Regions from separate parts of the Mus musculus genome. Here region 2 is linked to region 1. The links are chromatin contacts, called in public targeted proximity ligation maps. All regions are on one chromosome and are shown on one strand. The core of a region is the stretch at or near the end of the contact, and the rest is flanking DNA. Distances in the headings are between cores, read along the strand shown. Region 1 holds the start of Hhex (hematopoietically expressed homeobox). Region 2 has its middle 4.1 kb from the start of Gm32294.

The links.
Region 2: a targeted proximity ligation map of the HPC-7 cell line shows a contact between it and region 1, with 11 times the contacts expected there. A contact is called at or near these places in 10 of 39 promoter capture datasets (3T3-L1-derived adipocytes, the C10 cell line, the HPC-7 cell line and 5 more), 41 of 484 Hi-C or Micro-C datasets (the 63-12 cell line, B cells, the Ba/F3 cell line and 26 more), 22 of 130 datasets of targeted methods (the 230-238 cell line, the G1E-ER4 cell line, the HPC-7 cell line and 12 more) and 3 of 9 other capture datasets (adipose tissue, liver and macrophages).

What each region holds. Positions count from the first base shown.
Region 1 is chr19:37,430,477-37,438,024 of GRCm38.p6, reverse strand. Hhex (hematopoietically expressed homeobox) reads right to left here and starts at 3,184. Exons shown (of 4, transcript NM_008245.3): 1 at 2,792-3,184; 2 at 658-836; 3 at 408-458. The coding sequence starts at 3,155.
Region 2 is chr19:37,485,697-37,493,244 of GRCm38.p6, reverse strand. No RefSeq gene overlaps it. Among named protein-coding and RNA genes, the nearest start is that of Gm32294, 4.1 kb to the left of the region's middle.

The sequences.
Region 1 (7,548 bases), core at 1,935-4,434:
ATTTACCCTTGAGTCCTGCCTGGTTTTATTATGGGTGTGTAAATAAAAGAAACAATTTTCTCCCAAAGATAACTACTTAAGTCATTTACTGTCAATTACTTTATCTTTCCTGCGTTAATGAGATAAACAACATATGGGGTTTATAAAACAATTAGCCAGGCGGGTTTACTGGCCAGTGTGTGAAGCCCTGGCATAATGGATATAGGAACTGCATTAGGTGGCTTTTAGCATTAGTGACACCTGAGCAACTCATCCTGAATTTCGGCAGGAGTATTTGCTTTTTTAATCAAGGTGAAGAGGTTAAATAGTCTCTCAAATGACTTTTGCATACAACCCATAACAGGGCTCCGCATTTAGATAACATGATACAAACATTTATTTCCATAGAAACAGAGCCATGTCGATACCTGTTTCAGTCTTCTCCATTTAGCTCGGCGATTCTGAAACCAGGTTTTGACCTACAGAAAAGAAAACAGGTTCGCAAGAAAGTCCCAAATCCCGGGGGACCTGGGGAGAAGGGGCCGGGGCTATGGGGCCCTGCAGCTGGGCCGGGGTCAGAATGCGCCGGCAGTGCGCGGTAGTGGCTTACAGTAGTGGCTTTTTTCCGCTAGCTCCATGGAAGCCTGATGGTGTGTTTGGGTGTGAGGGGAAGCTGACCTGTCTCTCACTGAGCTGTAACATCTTGGCCAGACGCTTTCTCTCGGGTGGGGAGAGGTATTTCTGAGTCTCGAACTTCTTCTCCAGCTCGACGGTCTGGTCGTTGGAGAACCTCACTTGACCGCCTTTCCTTTTGTGCAGAGGTCGCTGGAGGAAGGGGCTCCAGAGCAAGGGCTTGCCTGTGGGCCAGAAGAGCTGTGGTTAACCAAGGCCCCGGCACCCTCTGAACAGTTCCCAGATCTACCTGGTCCCAAGTGACACGATCCAGAACGCAACCATGTTCCTATCACATACATGCTCAGGTTAATGGATGTTTCCACACTCCTCACCAATGCACACAAAGTCAGATTAGCCGTTCTACCACCCAGACCAGCTCTGGATACTCAAGACACGGCACTACCCGCCCAGCACACCTGTGGCTAAATGCAAACAAATCTTTTCAACCCCCAAGAACCCCTGCTGGCCTTAAACCTTATCTTATTTAACCGAACCGACTCTTCTGTATGCACTAACTTTTGCAAAAGACTCAGGGTGCGCTCTTTATGAGAGCACTTCCCAAGGCCTGCTGGGCGCACAGAAGCGCTCACAGGGCGCGGGTGTTAGGCCTCGAGTGGGGCCTCCAAAGTGGCTGGAGAGCGCCCGGGCCTCCTCTGATTTCACACTCGGCCTGCGGGGGCGGCCAGTTAAAGCCACCCCGTGGGCTATGGCAACATTTCCGTCAATGTGTTTCCTGTTGGTCTGTCTCAAAAAAAAAAAAAAAAAAAAAAAAAAATTTGCTTCCTTCTGCTCAGGCCTAGCAGAAACCCAAGGAAACCAGGGCGAGCTATGTGAAAACGTTGTACCCTCCTGCCCCAGAGGGTACAGAGTTGCGGCCGGTCACACTCATGTTCTGCACGCTGAAAAATTTAAATACAAATTTTATGTACAAAATTATAACACTCACACCCCAAATCCCTGTAGCGGTGAGAAGAGAGGAGCGCTGGAGGCGGCTCTTAATAATTCTGGCATTAAAATGCCAATTCATTAAAATGTTAATTGTCTCCCAGGTCCCCAGTTAAGCTGCCAAACTGTTGACTTTAAACTCTGGAGCCCCCTCTTATTCACTCTAGACCCCACTGGTTCAGAGGCTGAGGCCCTGAACCCGGTCACCATCGCGTATTTATTCTTAGGAATGTTGTGAGGACAAGCCTCGAAAATCCCAAATTGCCAACGTGTAGCCCTTAGTATTTGTTCGGGGTCTGCACTTTCCTTCTCCAAATTGATGGTGGTGCGTCTGTCCGTCCGTCCGTCCCTATGTCCACAGACCTACACCTAAACATTTTGAAAGTTGGCATTGTTTTTTTTTCCCCCCGAGATTTTGCTTGCGTCAGGCTTCAGACTTGGTGCAAAACAGCCTCCAAAGATGGGGGTGGGGGGTGGCGGGAGAGGCAGAGAGGAAGCAACTGGTTATTTTAGCTGCCATAAAGTCACATCCCACACAGAGGAAATGAACAATATCAGAAAAACGGATCCTGGCTATCAGACGTCGAGTGTTTCCTGAATTTGTCTGTATTGAGGATGTCGATAAAATAATCAGCAGCGTGCACTACTCCGGGGGAAGGGTCTGCTTCATGCAGCCAGGAAAACACTTAACAGCTTCAGAAACCAGATTTACTCCTATCGAGAACTCAAGATTTCCTGTATGAACGGAAAGGGTCAGGCTCCTTCACTGCACAAGCTTGTTGAACCAAGCCCAGCCCAGGAACCGCCCGGGCAGGCAGCTCTCCCTGCCCTGCAGGGGCCAGGCTCAGGGCGCCCCGACGTCCTCTTCTCCGGGCCGCTCGCTAAGGGAGTCCCCCACCCACCCCGGGGCGACACGCGTGGCCAGGGCCGCCCTCCTCCACCTCCCCGGGAGCCCCAGGTCTCTCCCGACTACGCTTGCCCCGACGTCTGCAAGGTGCAGGAAAAGCAATCTGAGTCGCCGAGCTTCCCAGTACCGGGGCCCCGCATGCACCCGCGAGCCGCTCGCTCCGAGAGCTCGCCGCAACTTTTCCACTGCGCTTCCCGTCCGTCCGCCCCTGCCGCCTCCCGCGCGCTGCCACCCGCCGGGAGCGCCTTCCTCACGGACGCCCTCACTCGGCCCCGGCCGCCTTACCCAGGGGGTCGTGGCGGAGTAGGGCGTGCGTGTAGTCGTTCACCGTCCGCGGGAACGGGTACAGAGGGCCTCCGAAGCCACTGGGGCCGTAGGCGGCGGCCAGCGCGGCGGCCGGGTGGTGCGAGAAGGCGGGGTGGACCGGCGTGGGCTCGTACACCGGGGTCCGGTAGGAGGACACGAGGCTGGTGAAGGAGGAGTTGGGGGACGGCAGCGTGGGAGTGGGCGTGGGGGCGGCGGGCCCGCGACCCAAGATGTCGTCGATGTAGAAGGGCGTCGGGTGAGCGGGCTGCAGCAGCGGCGTGGGCGCATACAGCGGGACTCCCACGGCGGGCGCAGCCGCGGGCCCCGGGTGCGGGAACTGCATGGCCGCTCCGCAGCCCCTCGCAGAGAGCTGCCGGCCGGCGGCGCCGCGCTACATTTATTTGCGCTCTGCGCTCCAGGCGATAGGCTCGGGCAGCCGCGGGGTGGGGCCGCGCTCGGTCCCCTTCCTGCCGCCAGGCCCTGCGGCCAATGGCGCTGGCTTCAGATTCGCCTCCGCCCCCCACTAACCCCCGCGCCGATCCGCCCCCACCGGCCCAGCTCCCGCCCCCGAGACGCACGGGCTGTGGGGCTCCGGGGACCCTCCGCCAGGGTGTTCCTGCGCCGCAGGCGCCCCCAGAGGTTCCAGGCACCTAGCGAGCGACTGCGACCGTCGAAGAGGAGGTCACAAGACGTGCGCCGCGGGGCGCGGATCCTGACGGGATGGCGCCACTGCTGAAACTCGGGCAGCCTCTGGAACCTGGAGAAGCGATGGGACTCTGCGGGCCAGGAGGCCGCCGGCAGGATGGCACCTTCGGGCGGCCAGAAGGCTGCGCTTCTTGGGGTAACGGTGGCACTGTCTAGAACGGGGGACCTCCGCAGCTCGGCGCTCCAAGGAGAAGACCCAAGCCGTTGGCTGCGTCCTAGTCCCAGACGGGTACTGACAGCGAGGCTGCAGGTGTTCCAGACCTATTTGAGGACCCCCTAGCTCGGCCACCTCCCTGGATGCTAACGGAATCTGCTCCAGACCGGTATCAAGATAGAACCTTAATCGTATGGCGCAGGACAGAGGCTATGCAGTGTTCTTCGATCCAATGGGGGTGGGAGGTGCTCCTGGACCTCTGTCCCCAGGCCCTGAAGGACACAGCTGCGCTTAGCCGGCCTCTGAGGTTTTACACGTGTTTTCTATTCAAAGCCGTGGTGCGCTGCTCAGTGTGGCCTCAGCTCTGTGCGGCTTCACTCGCCTCTGGGGCAAAGGGGCATTTTCTTGATTGACGCCCTCCTGGGGTGACCACACCTTGAGTTGGGCAGTTTCTGCTAAGGACTTCTATTAGTAGAAAAACTCCCTGGCTTTTTTTTTTCAACTGAGATATTTAGTTTTATCCTTTGGAATTAATCTTCAGCTGCAGTGGGACTGAAGGCGAAATAGCCAGAGGACCTGGGTCCGAGTTTCACTTCACACCTTATTTTCTTGAGCAACTACTGTGTGTCATTAGCAAACGAGAGAGGCAGTCTCTGCCCTGGTGGAAGCAGGAAACGAACACAGTCACATCTACTAGGGAGAAATCGTGTGTAAGGGTCGAAACCTTAAGGAGCTCCAGCCCCTCCTTTCGGGTAAAGGAGAGAGTCACTTTGAAAAAGGAAAAGTCTTCCCAAAGGAAATAATGTTTGAAAGATAGGTAGGTGTCAAGGAGCCTAGGGTGTGAGTGACTCCAAGTCAGAAGAGCACTTGAGTTGAGTCTGTCAGTTTATTGCCCTGGGCTTTTCTCACCTGTCCCGTTTGGGACTTGACATAAAGGTTCCTAACTGCTTGGGGATGGAGTCACGGACATCTTTCAGAATAATGACAGACAAAAGCCGTTAATTAGCACAAACAAACCAGTGAGTGTGAAGCGCCGCTATTAGAATTAAAACCTTGGGGGCTGGTAAGGCTATATCTCCGTGTGTTCACCCTGTTATGTGAACCATAAAAAGGAGAACAAGTTTAACTAACTTCGGGCAGGGCTGGAAAGAGAGTAGACTTCTGAATACCTGGAGAACTGAACCTTGGGAGGTTTCTTTCTGGTGAGCGCAAAGACATCTTGGCCAGACAACAGACTGCTTGAAGGGGCTTCCGGTGGGCAAACTCCGGGTTATTTAAGCCTTGAAAAATACATCATCGAGGAGGTGCTAGCCTGGCAACCTGAGCTTCGATCCAGGGAAGACATGGTGGAAGGAAGAACCGATTCCACAGTTGTCCTCTGCCCTCTGTCTGCTTGCTGTGTCGCATTACACACAATAGCGAAGTTGAAAAAATACGTAGTAAACTATGCTATTTCTAAGTCCATTGAACTCAAGTGAAATAAAGAAGTGGTGGGTGGGAAAACTGGGAGAATGCCAGAACAAATATAAAACATTTGGGACCAGTGAGGTGGCGCAGCCTATGGGAGATTGTCTCCCTTAATGCTGGAAACAAGGACTCAAGTTCAAGCTTCCGACCCCACATGAGAGAGGGGGAGGGGAGAAAGAGGTGGAGAGACTTGCCCTGTAGCACCATGGCTGCTGGAGTGCCCAAAACACACATCAAACACAATGAGATACTTTTTTTTTTTTTTGGTTTTTCGAGACAGGGTTTCTCTGTATAGCCCTAGCTGTCCTGGAACTCACTTTGTAGACCAGGCTGGCCTCGAACTCAGAAATCCACCTGCCTCTGCCTCCCAAGTGCTGGGATTAAAGGCGTGCGCCACCACGCCCGGCGAGATACTTTTTAAAGATTGATTTATTTTATGTATGTGAGTACACTGTAGCTGTACAGATGAGCCTTCATGTGGTTGTTGGGGATTTTTAGGATCTCTGCTCCCTCTGGTCAACTCTGCTCACTCAGTCCCTGCTTGCTCAGGCCCAAAGTTTTATTTATTAATAAATAAATACACTGTAGCTGTCTAAAGACACCAGAAGAGGGCATCAGATCTCATTACAGATGGTTGCAAGCCGCCATGTGGTTGCTGGGATTTGAACTAGAGACCTTAGGAAGAGCAGTCAGTGCTCTTACCGGCTGAGCCATCTCACCAGCCCATGAGATACTTTTTAATGTAGAAATTGTTATTGGTTGGTTCAGGGACGACTCATTAGACACACAGGTATTGAGTGAAACGTTGAAGATGAGGATTCTGGCAAGCTCTTACAGAATTAACACATTTCTTTGGATTTGGGGTAAAAAATAGGAATAAATATGAATTGTACATAGCTGGCAATATTTCACTGCTACAATGTTAGGTGTGATTTTGGTCTTATGAGTTAAATATAATAGGAAAGTTATTACTAAGATTTTAAGAATGTGAGCCATGATACCTGCAACCTTCCAGTAGTTCACTATACACGGGTGTAGTTACTTACATGTACACAACTGTAAATATATGCATATGTGTACATAAGGAAAGGAATAAGCCAAACATTACAGAATATTAATTGGTGAGTTTAGGTGAAGAACGGACAGGTTTCTGTTGTGCTGTAGCTGCTTTTCTTTTCTTTTTTTGGGGGGGGTGGTGCTCGAACTCAGAAATCCCCCTGCCTCTGCCTCCTGAGTGCTGGGATTAAAGGCTTGCGCCACCACTACCCGGCTGTGCTGTAGCTTTAACTGCACGGTAGCTTTCAAACTTTTCAGTATAAAAACTGGAAGTCTAGTTTTGTATATTAAAATAATTAAAGCTCTGGGTCAGAGATGGCTCAACAGATAAAGGCCCTTGACTCCAAGCCGAATGAGACATGGGGTGTCTCTCTGACCACACAAGCACTGGCTGTGGCACTGAGACACCTGTGCACATGCAGAACAAGCATAATAGTGACTGGAGAAATGGCTTAGTAGTAAGGGTTACCGGGCTCTATCCCAGATGCTCTCTGCTGGCCTCTGAGAGCACTGCATACACATCGTGTTCATAAATTCAAGCTGGCACACACACACATAAATGATTAAAAAATAAACATGGGGCTGGAGAGACAGCTCGTTGTTTAAGAGTGCATGCTGCTCTCTTTGCAGAGGATCCGAGTTCAGTTCCTGGCACCCATATTTGGAAGCTCACAACCGCCTGTAACTCCAGTAATCTGACACTGTCTTCTGGCCTCCGTGGACATAACCCCACATGGAGGATTCACTCACACGGACTCTTTTGTTAGTTGGGTGTTTATTACTGGGGGTTGAAGCCAGAGCCTCACACATGCTAGGCAAATGCTCTATACTTTGCCTTCCTCAGTTTAATTCTGCTTTGGAGACAGGGTCGTATGTAGTAGCCCAGGCTGGCCTCCAACTCAATACGTAGCCAAGGATGATCTTGAACGTCCAGCCTTCTGCCTACACTTCCCAATGTGGTGGGGTTGCAGGCACATGCTCCTCCTGGTTTCTGTCGCACTAAGAGTCAAACCCAGGGCTTCATGCATGTTAGGCAGAACCCAACACCACCAACAAAAAACCTATCAACTGAGCCACAACTTCCCCCCCCCTTCCCTCCACCCCCCCTTTTTTTGTTTTGAGGCAGGGTCTTGCTAAGTTATCCAGGGTAAACTTGAACCGAGAGCCTCCTGCCTCAGTGTCTCAGATAATTAGGATTACAAGCATGAGCCACCACACCTGGTACCACTCAACTTTAAAAGGTTTTGTTGTTGTTATTGTTGTTAATTATTCAGTAGGTCTCTATACAATTTCATTAGTGCCTTGTCTTTGGAGACTGTGGTGGAGGGTTCTTACCCAATCCAGGTCTCCACAG
Region 2 (7,548 bases), core at 2,910-5,409, 54 kb before region 1:
CATGCCCCCGCATGAGTGTGAACACCAGAGGTCAACCTCAGGTGTCCTTTTGATGTTATCTACCTTGTTTTTTGAAGCAAGGTCTAGGATTGACCAATGAGCCCCAAGCAGGGATCTATCTGCCTGTCTCTTTCTCTCTCCATTGCTGATATTAAAAACAGGCCACTACATCTGGCTCTTTTATTTGGGTGCTGGGGATCAAATTCAGCTTGCCAACTGAGTACCTACCTTTGCCCCTACACAGCAAATCCTCTCTGAATTCCCAATATATGCCAGGAAATAATGGTAAACGTGTGGGAAAAAAAAGTTCACAACTTAGAATTTTCCAGCATATGTAGGGAGACAAATAAATGTACAACCCAAACACTATTCAGCCTCTGACAAGGACAGAGTGGTCCCTTTTTTGATGAGGGAGCCATCAGAGATCTAAGCTATGATGCAATGCTGAGGCCTGAATCATCTAGGCAAAGTAAGAACAAAGCAAAGAGCTCCAGGGGACAAGCTATGGCGGGACAGGCAGGCTCTGTGCTGGGGAAAGTCTCTGCCTTTGAGGAATCAAATGAATGAAGAGACAGAGGGAATGTCACCAGGCTGGAAAGTCAGGGGAAGTCAGAGCTTACAGGACTTGTAGATCCCATGTAGGAACTGGGGTTTAGTCTTAAGATCTGGTGAACATTCCACTAACTCTTCCCCACTTTTTTAATATGCGTGGTGTGTGCCTGTATGTATGTATGTATGTATGTATGTATGGTTGAATGGTTGTATGGTTGTATGGTTGTATGTATAGTAGTATGTGTGTGTTCTGATGTACTTCCACAAATACAGGCACATGTATGTGGAGGTCAGAAACTGACACAGAGGGTCTTCCCTGATCACGCTCCGTGTTGTTACATTGAGGTCTGGTTTCTTGCTTGAAGCCAGAGCTTGCCAGTTCGGCTCATGTGGCTTGCCAGCTTGCTCCCCTCCTGGACACTGCCTGCATTCACATGTGAGCTGGGGACCCAAACTCCAGGATTGGCACTGCATGGCAGGTGCTTATGGTTGGGCTAGCTTCCCAGTTCTGTACCCCACTAACTTTGCTAACCTCACGCAGTATTCTGCTTGCCAGGCTCCTTGGTGTCGAATCTCCAAAAGCATACATCAGCTTTAACGTCCATCAAATTCCTCCAGGAATTTAGGGCATCAAAGTTTTCCACTAAGGTTAAGTCTGTTTGACTAAACCTCTAGGTAGGATGGGGGTGGGGGAAGTAGGGCTATAAACAGTAAGCAATTCGACCACAGGTTATTCTATTACTTTAATGTGATTCGAGAGTTATAGTGGTCTTGCATCTAGGTAGGAGGTTGGTATCATGGGAGCCCATTCTTTCCCATCATACAAGGTGACATCAAAAGCATGCTGTCTTAGCCCAGTTCCAAGTAGTGTCCTCCATCAACTAGCTGTCTCTGAAGAACAAATGTCAGTGCTGCTTCTAAGGCCGGGCTCAGAGCTGACAGTCGGTGCAGGTTGCTAAGGGGCCTCTGGTCCATCCCTGCTTCCAGGTTCTCTCACTGAGGCTTCCAGATGGGGCTCTGGTATGATCCTGCCCCCACCCCAGTCTCCTGCTGAGGCTGCTGCTTCTACACCATACCTTTTGAGATGCCTCTGTTGGAAGCCACTGTGCCGGAAGACCGTGGCAATGTTTTCCCAGAAGGCCTGAGAACCTGGGTGTCCAAAAGCAAATCCAGGCACAAGCACTGCCATCTTGAGCTTTCTCTGTGGATTGCTATTTTTCCAAAGTCAAGACCCCTGTATCTCTGAGAACACATTCTGTGTGAGACCTTTAGGCAGTCTTGTCCCTCACCTCAAGGGATTCTGTAGCGCAGAACGAGAATAGAGGTTTTCTTTTCATTCCCAGACTGCTGCCAATGGCCCCTGAACACTTTCAAAGGAGGTTAAAGACTTTGAGGATGAACAAACAACCAAAAGGCCTGACACCTACAGAAGCCGTCAGACAGGACCACTGCTGCTCAGGTTGCTTTGCACGTGTGTGTTGGACGTGTGTGCACACATATGCATGTGCACGTGTGGAAGCCAGAGGACAACCTCAGCTGTGGTTTCTTAAGTGCTGTCCACCCTGGTTTTGAGAGAGTCTTTCACTTGTCCTGGAACTTGATGATTAGGCTAGCTGGTCAGCAAATCCCAGGGGAGCTCCTGTCTTTGCTTCCCCAGCATGCACTACCATACTGAGCTTGGTTACGTGATTCTGGGAACTGAGCTCAGGTCCTCTTGCTTGCATGGCATACGCTGAGCCGTCTCCACAGACCTGTCAGCAGCTTTCTGATCTTAGAAGTTTATTCAGTTGACCTTAGGCACAATCCTTTACCACTCGGAGCCTCTACTTCCCTTTAGAGCAGCGGTTCTCAACCTTCCGAATGCTGCGACCCTTCAAGACAGTTCCTCATGTTGTGGTGACCCCCCCCCCTCCAAGTTTCATTGCTACTTCGTAACTGGGATTTTGCTACTGTTTTGAATAATAACGTAAATGTCTCCTATGTAGGATATCTGATATGTGACCCCTGTGAAAGGGTCATTTAACCCACAAAAGGGTTGAGAACCACTGCTTTAGATGGTTCAGGTCCTCACACAGTTCACAGTCAGAAGGCTTGGAATCTCAACAGAAGCTGCCTTGAAACACCACACTCTCTAAAACAGAAGGGCAGGGGAGAAGGGGGAAGGGGGAAGGAAGGAAGGAAGGAAGGAAGGAAGGAAGGAAGGAAGGAAGGAAGGAAGGGAGGAAGGAAATGAGGTGAGCGAATGAGAGAGAGAAGGAAAGAGAGACTAAAAAAGAAAAGAGAAATAGTGAATGAACAAAAGACAAAGCAAGGCAGACCAGAGAGATAATTTCCAACCTTAACTACCTACAATAAGTTGAGTTTTTGTTGGGAATTGAGGCTTATTTATGTAGCTTTCAAAACACAGCCAGGCAGAGACCACCAAGAGCCTTTTGCGTATTTAGAATCTGAAATGGGAGCCACCTTTATTTTTAGAATCTTGCCCACTTTTATTTGAGAACGTGAAGGAAATGCCAACAGAACATTTGAGAGAGTCGTGCTCTTTCCTCTAAACCTAAAATGCTTTCTATTTGGAGGGTTTTTTTTTTTAGGTTGTTGAAATTTGAGAAAAGTGTTTAACCCATCGCCTAACAATCAGCCAGTATTTGATAAATGCTGGTTCTGCTTCTAGCAAAAGAAAACTCTTGACACAGGTGTTGAAAAGTCTGGATCCTTGCTCTCTCTGTGGCCACGGTGAACAACCTGGCTGCCTGCGCCTAAGAGCAAATTCAGGTGAACCCAATGGTCTGAGGGGTTTTCCCAGTTGATTTTCTGCAGATATTTCTAATATGTTAGTGCTTCCGTGTTCAAACTGAATTATTTTTGTTGAAAGGGTTTTTCACATCTTATTATGAATCATGTGCAGGCTAAGTGTGGGGCTTGTCCTCAGCATCACAAGTTCAAGGCTAGCCCAGGCTAGTTTACAAGTCCCTACCTCAAAAAAAAAAAAAAAAAAAAAAAACAGGAATGAAGTCAGGTATAGCAGCACATGCCTTAAGTCCCAGTGCTTAGGAGGCAGAGGCAGGCAGATCTCTGTGGGTTCAATGCCAGCCTGTTCTGTTTAGTGAGTTCCAGGACAGCTAGGGCTACAAAGTAAGTCTCTGTCCAAAAAAAAAGGAAGAAAAGTCTAAATTAAAAACAAAAATAAAAACAAAAACAAAAAAGGCCAGGCATGGTGGCGCACGCCTTCGGGAGGCAGAGGCAGGCGGATTTCTGAGTTCGAGGCCAGCCTGGTCTACAAAGTGAGTTCCAGGACAGCCAGGGCTACACAGAGAAACCCTGTCTCGAAAAACAAAACAAAACAAAACAAAAAACAAACAAAAAAAACCAAGTGACACACTTTACAGAAAACATCCTTTTTCTTTCCTAAAATAATGAGATTGGGAGCATTAATATCAGAGAAAGGTAAGTGGCGTTAACATCTGCCTAAGAAATAATTTGTTGGGGCAAACCCTGAGCAACAGATCCTAGGAAATAGCACCTGGAGGAGTCTAGTTCTAACTTGGCCTGTGACTGTCAGTCTTCCCAGACTCCGCCCACTTTAATTAACATAAATCCCAGCATCCTCTGAAGAGGAGACTTCCTACAGCTAGCATTCTAGTGTTCTGCAGTGTCACTTCCCTGAAGCCTTTTCTTCAGACCGCGTTGTTTTGCTCAACCACTGTCAGTTCTTCCGTCCCAACTTTCATCCACCCATCAATCCTCCAAAAGGAAGGGGGGAGGGAGCTATTGTGTACGATAAAAATTTTGGCAAATCTTATTACAAACACATTCTTAAAGCATCTCTCATTTCAGAGAAACAAAGTAAAATGTATGAATTGTTTTCTGTTTCATGACTTAACAAAAAAAAAAAAAAAAACCGATTCCTGGCTACAGGGAGGTATTTTAACCACTATCTACATAAAACAAGTACTGAAACTTCAACTGAATGAAAATAACTCCATTAGAAAAACAAACCTTGGTTAAGTACCTCCTCTCTAAAGGGCACTGAACTTTGCCACAAAAAATAAAGAAGGAAAGGAAGGAAGAAAGAAAAAAAGAAGGAAGGAAGGAAGAAGGGAAGAAAAAAGAAAAAGAAAAATGGACAAGTTGTTATGCAAGCGTCAGGCTAATTTATCCGGATTTTAACAATGGCCAGCGTCTTTGTCACCTTATAACTTGCCACATGTGGCTGGTGAACACTTAAGATTTGACTGTGTTCAATGCTAGTGGATTGAGAAAATTTAGAAGAAAGAAATAATGTCTGGGGCCACAGTTCCATTGGTAGCGAGCTCACCTAGCATGTAAGAAAACGTCCTAGGTTTGTTCTTCAGCATAGCAGACAAGTGGGTGTGAGGACATGCAGTCAGATAGATCAAAAGTTCAAGGTCATCCAAATTAGAAGGCAACAAAAGACTCTGTCTCAAAATGGGAGTGGGAGGGGTTGAGAAGGAGGGGAGGAGCTGGAGAGATAGCTCAGTAGGTAAGAGCTTTTTCTGTGAAAACATGGATCTGAGTTCAAATCCTCTGGGCTCACATAAAAAGTAGGGCAGGGCTTTGGGTCTATGTGTGCCTATAAACCCAGCATTGATGGGGACAAGATGGGCAGATCCCAGGGCCACACTGGCAGTCCAGGATAAAGCAGGAACACGGAGCTTCTGATTCAATAAGAGTCCTTGACTCAAAGCAGTAAAGCAGGGAGAGTGATGGCCGGGCCCACTGTCTGTCAGTGTCTTATCACACTCAAAGTAGGACAAGGGGCCGATAGATTAACACCAGCAAAATACATTGAAAAGGGCAAAAGCAAAAAGGCTCTCATGTAAGGACATGCTGCTCACTAATTCCAAGATAAAGGCTGGCTATTATTATCATTATTAGTCATAATAATTCTAGCTTCCCAGGTATGGTGGAGCACAGGAGTCAGAGACAGGAAGGTTGTTGAGTTTGAGTCCAGCTTGGGCTACATTGTGAAATGCTGTGACGAAGCAGACGACAACGGCGATGATGAGGAAGATGAAGAATTCGAGCTAAAAGAGATGAAAAAATCGATGTACAAAGTGACAGCAGAGAAAAAAGAAAAGGAGCTATGTGGTGGCTGTTGGAGCAGTGTAATTAACAGAATTGGGTGAGAAGGAGAAGGAGGAGGAGGCAGTGGTAGTGGTGGTGGTGAGCTAGACCCCCATAGCCAAATGACCCATGGCGTCAGTTTGAGACTGAAAGACTCATGAGAAACAACAGCTCTGCGGAAAAGATAAGTCCAGTTTGATCCTTATAAATTTAAGGGGTCCTAGAAGCATCTGAATATTATCAACTGGGTTATTGGATCAGTCCCTCCAAAATTCCTTTGGGTATCCTCAGTTGTAAGGTGATATAAATGATGAATTTTCTCAGCAGAGGCCAAGGGCAGGATGGAGGGAAAGTAAAGTCTAGAAGGTTGCTTGATAACCATTCAGAACGTCAGCATGTGGACTTACTTGGAAAAGGGAGTCAGGTATCAATCAACTAAGAGGAAGCTCTCAGGAATGGGTTAATCCACTCTGACTGGTGTCCTTATAAAGAGACAATTGGAACAGAGATCTGGACGATGTTTTTAAAGGCCAAGGAACCAAGCCCACGGTCCTGTCGACCTCCCTCTTCTGACCTCCGGTTACTGGAGAAAGCCAGAAAAATGTGATGGCGCCAAGTCAGAAACAACAAAAAAAAACAACTTCAAAGGTCACAGCTGACAAATCTGATGCTCTGAGACTAAGAAAAAAATGGCTCTGGTAAGGCGATGGAGTCATGGGCAGCCTTGAAAGGAACAGACTGTAAGAGTAGAAGTGGAAATCAGATGGATAGGAGGAAGAAAAATGAATTTTTGCAAAACTCTGTGGAAGGTAAGAGGAGTTGAAATGGAGTTAATGGGGAACGACTGTGTTGTGTACCGGAGGCATGGTCTGGATGTGTTGCCCAGGCTGACCTTGAACCCCTGACCTTAAGTCATCCTTCCACTTGAGCCTATGTAGTTGGGGCTATGGGTGTATGCCATCATGCTCAGCTCTGTGCAACTACTTCATGATGAGGGCAAACGACTACTGGAAGACTAAGGTTGCTTGGCCTTTGAGAAAGGGTTTCATGTAGCTGTAGAGGGTTTCCTCAAACTGTGACACTTCTTCTGCCTCTACCCCCAAATTCTTGGATTACAGATGGAGGCCACCATGACCAGCTGAGCAAAATCTGAGGAGAAGATTCCAAAGAGAATCACAAAGAAGGAAAAGAGAGGAGAGGTTTTCTTGAGTATCCTGCTCTTCCAGCATCCTGTTCATATTGTATCCCAGCAAAGGTGTGCACATCACGCTCTAACCTGGATCTGTTTGATCAAGAGACCACAAGAAGTCTTCAGGGATATGTAGAGTAGATATGTAAATTATCTGCCTCGATATAACAATTAGAGATTAGTATTATAAATATGGAGGTAGAATTCTAATTCACTAACTTTGTCTATTCTCAAGACCTTGTGAGTTCTCTGAGCTCTTCTATCAAGATTATATCAAGACCTGAAGGAAGACCAGTGGCTCACATCTGTGCCTGGCCAAGTGACTTAAGATGGCCAAGTCATTTCCTGCTGGGACCTGTGAGAAAGGCACTAAAGCTCAAACGCCAATTCCCTACCGTAACCTTCTGCCTTTGAGTCACTGTCCCATTGCTAGTACCCATATCTAAGAGAGAGACTGATATTTTCCAAACTACAAATAAACACCCAGTAGCTGGCAGGCACTGTACTGAGTCCTGAGACTAGAACAGTTGTAGTCGTTTCTAAAACAAAACACTTTAAAAGTATTTTACAATCATTTTCAAACAATAGAGGCTAACTCACCTTCCTTTCGATGTCCGGCAGACTTAATAATCCGCTCTTGACAGACAGATGGAGCACCTGCCATGTTTGACTTCTGAGAATAGGCCATAAAAGTCAAGGAGTCCATCTTCCTCCTTTCGCAG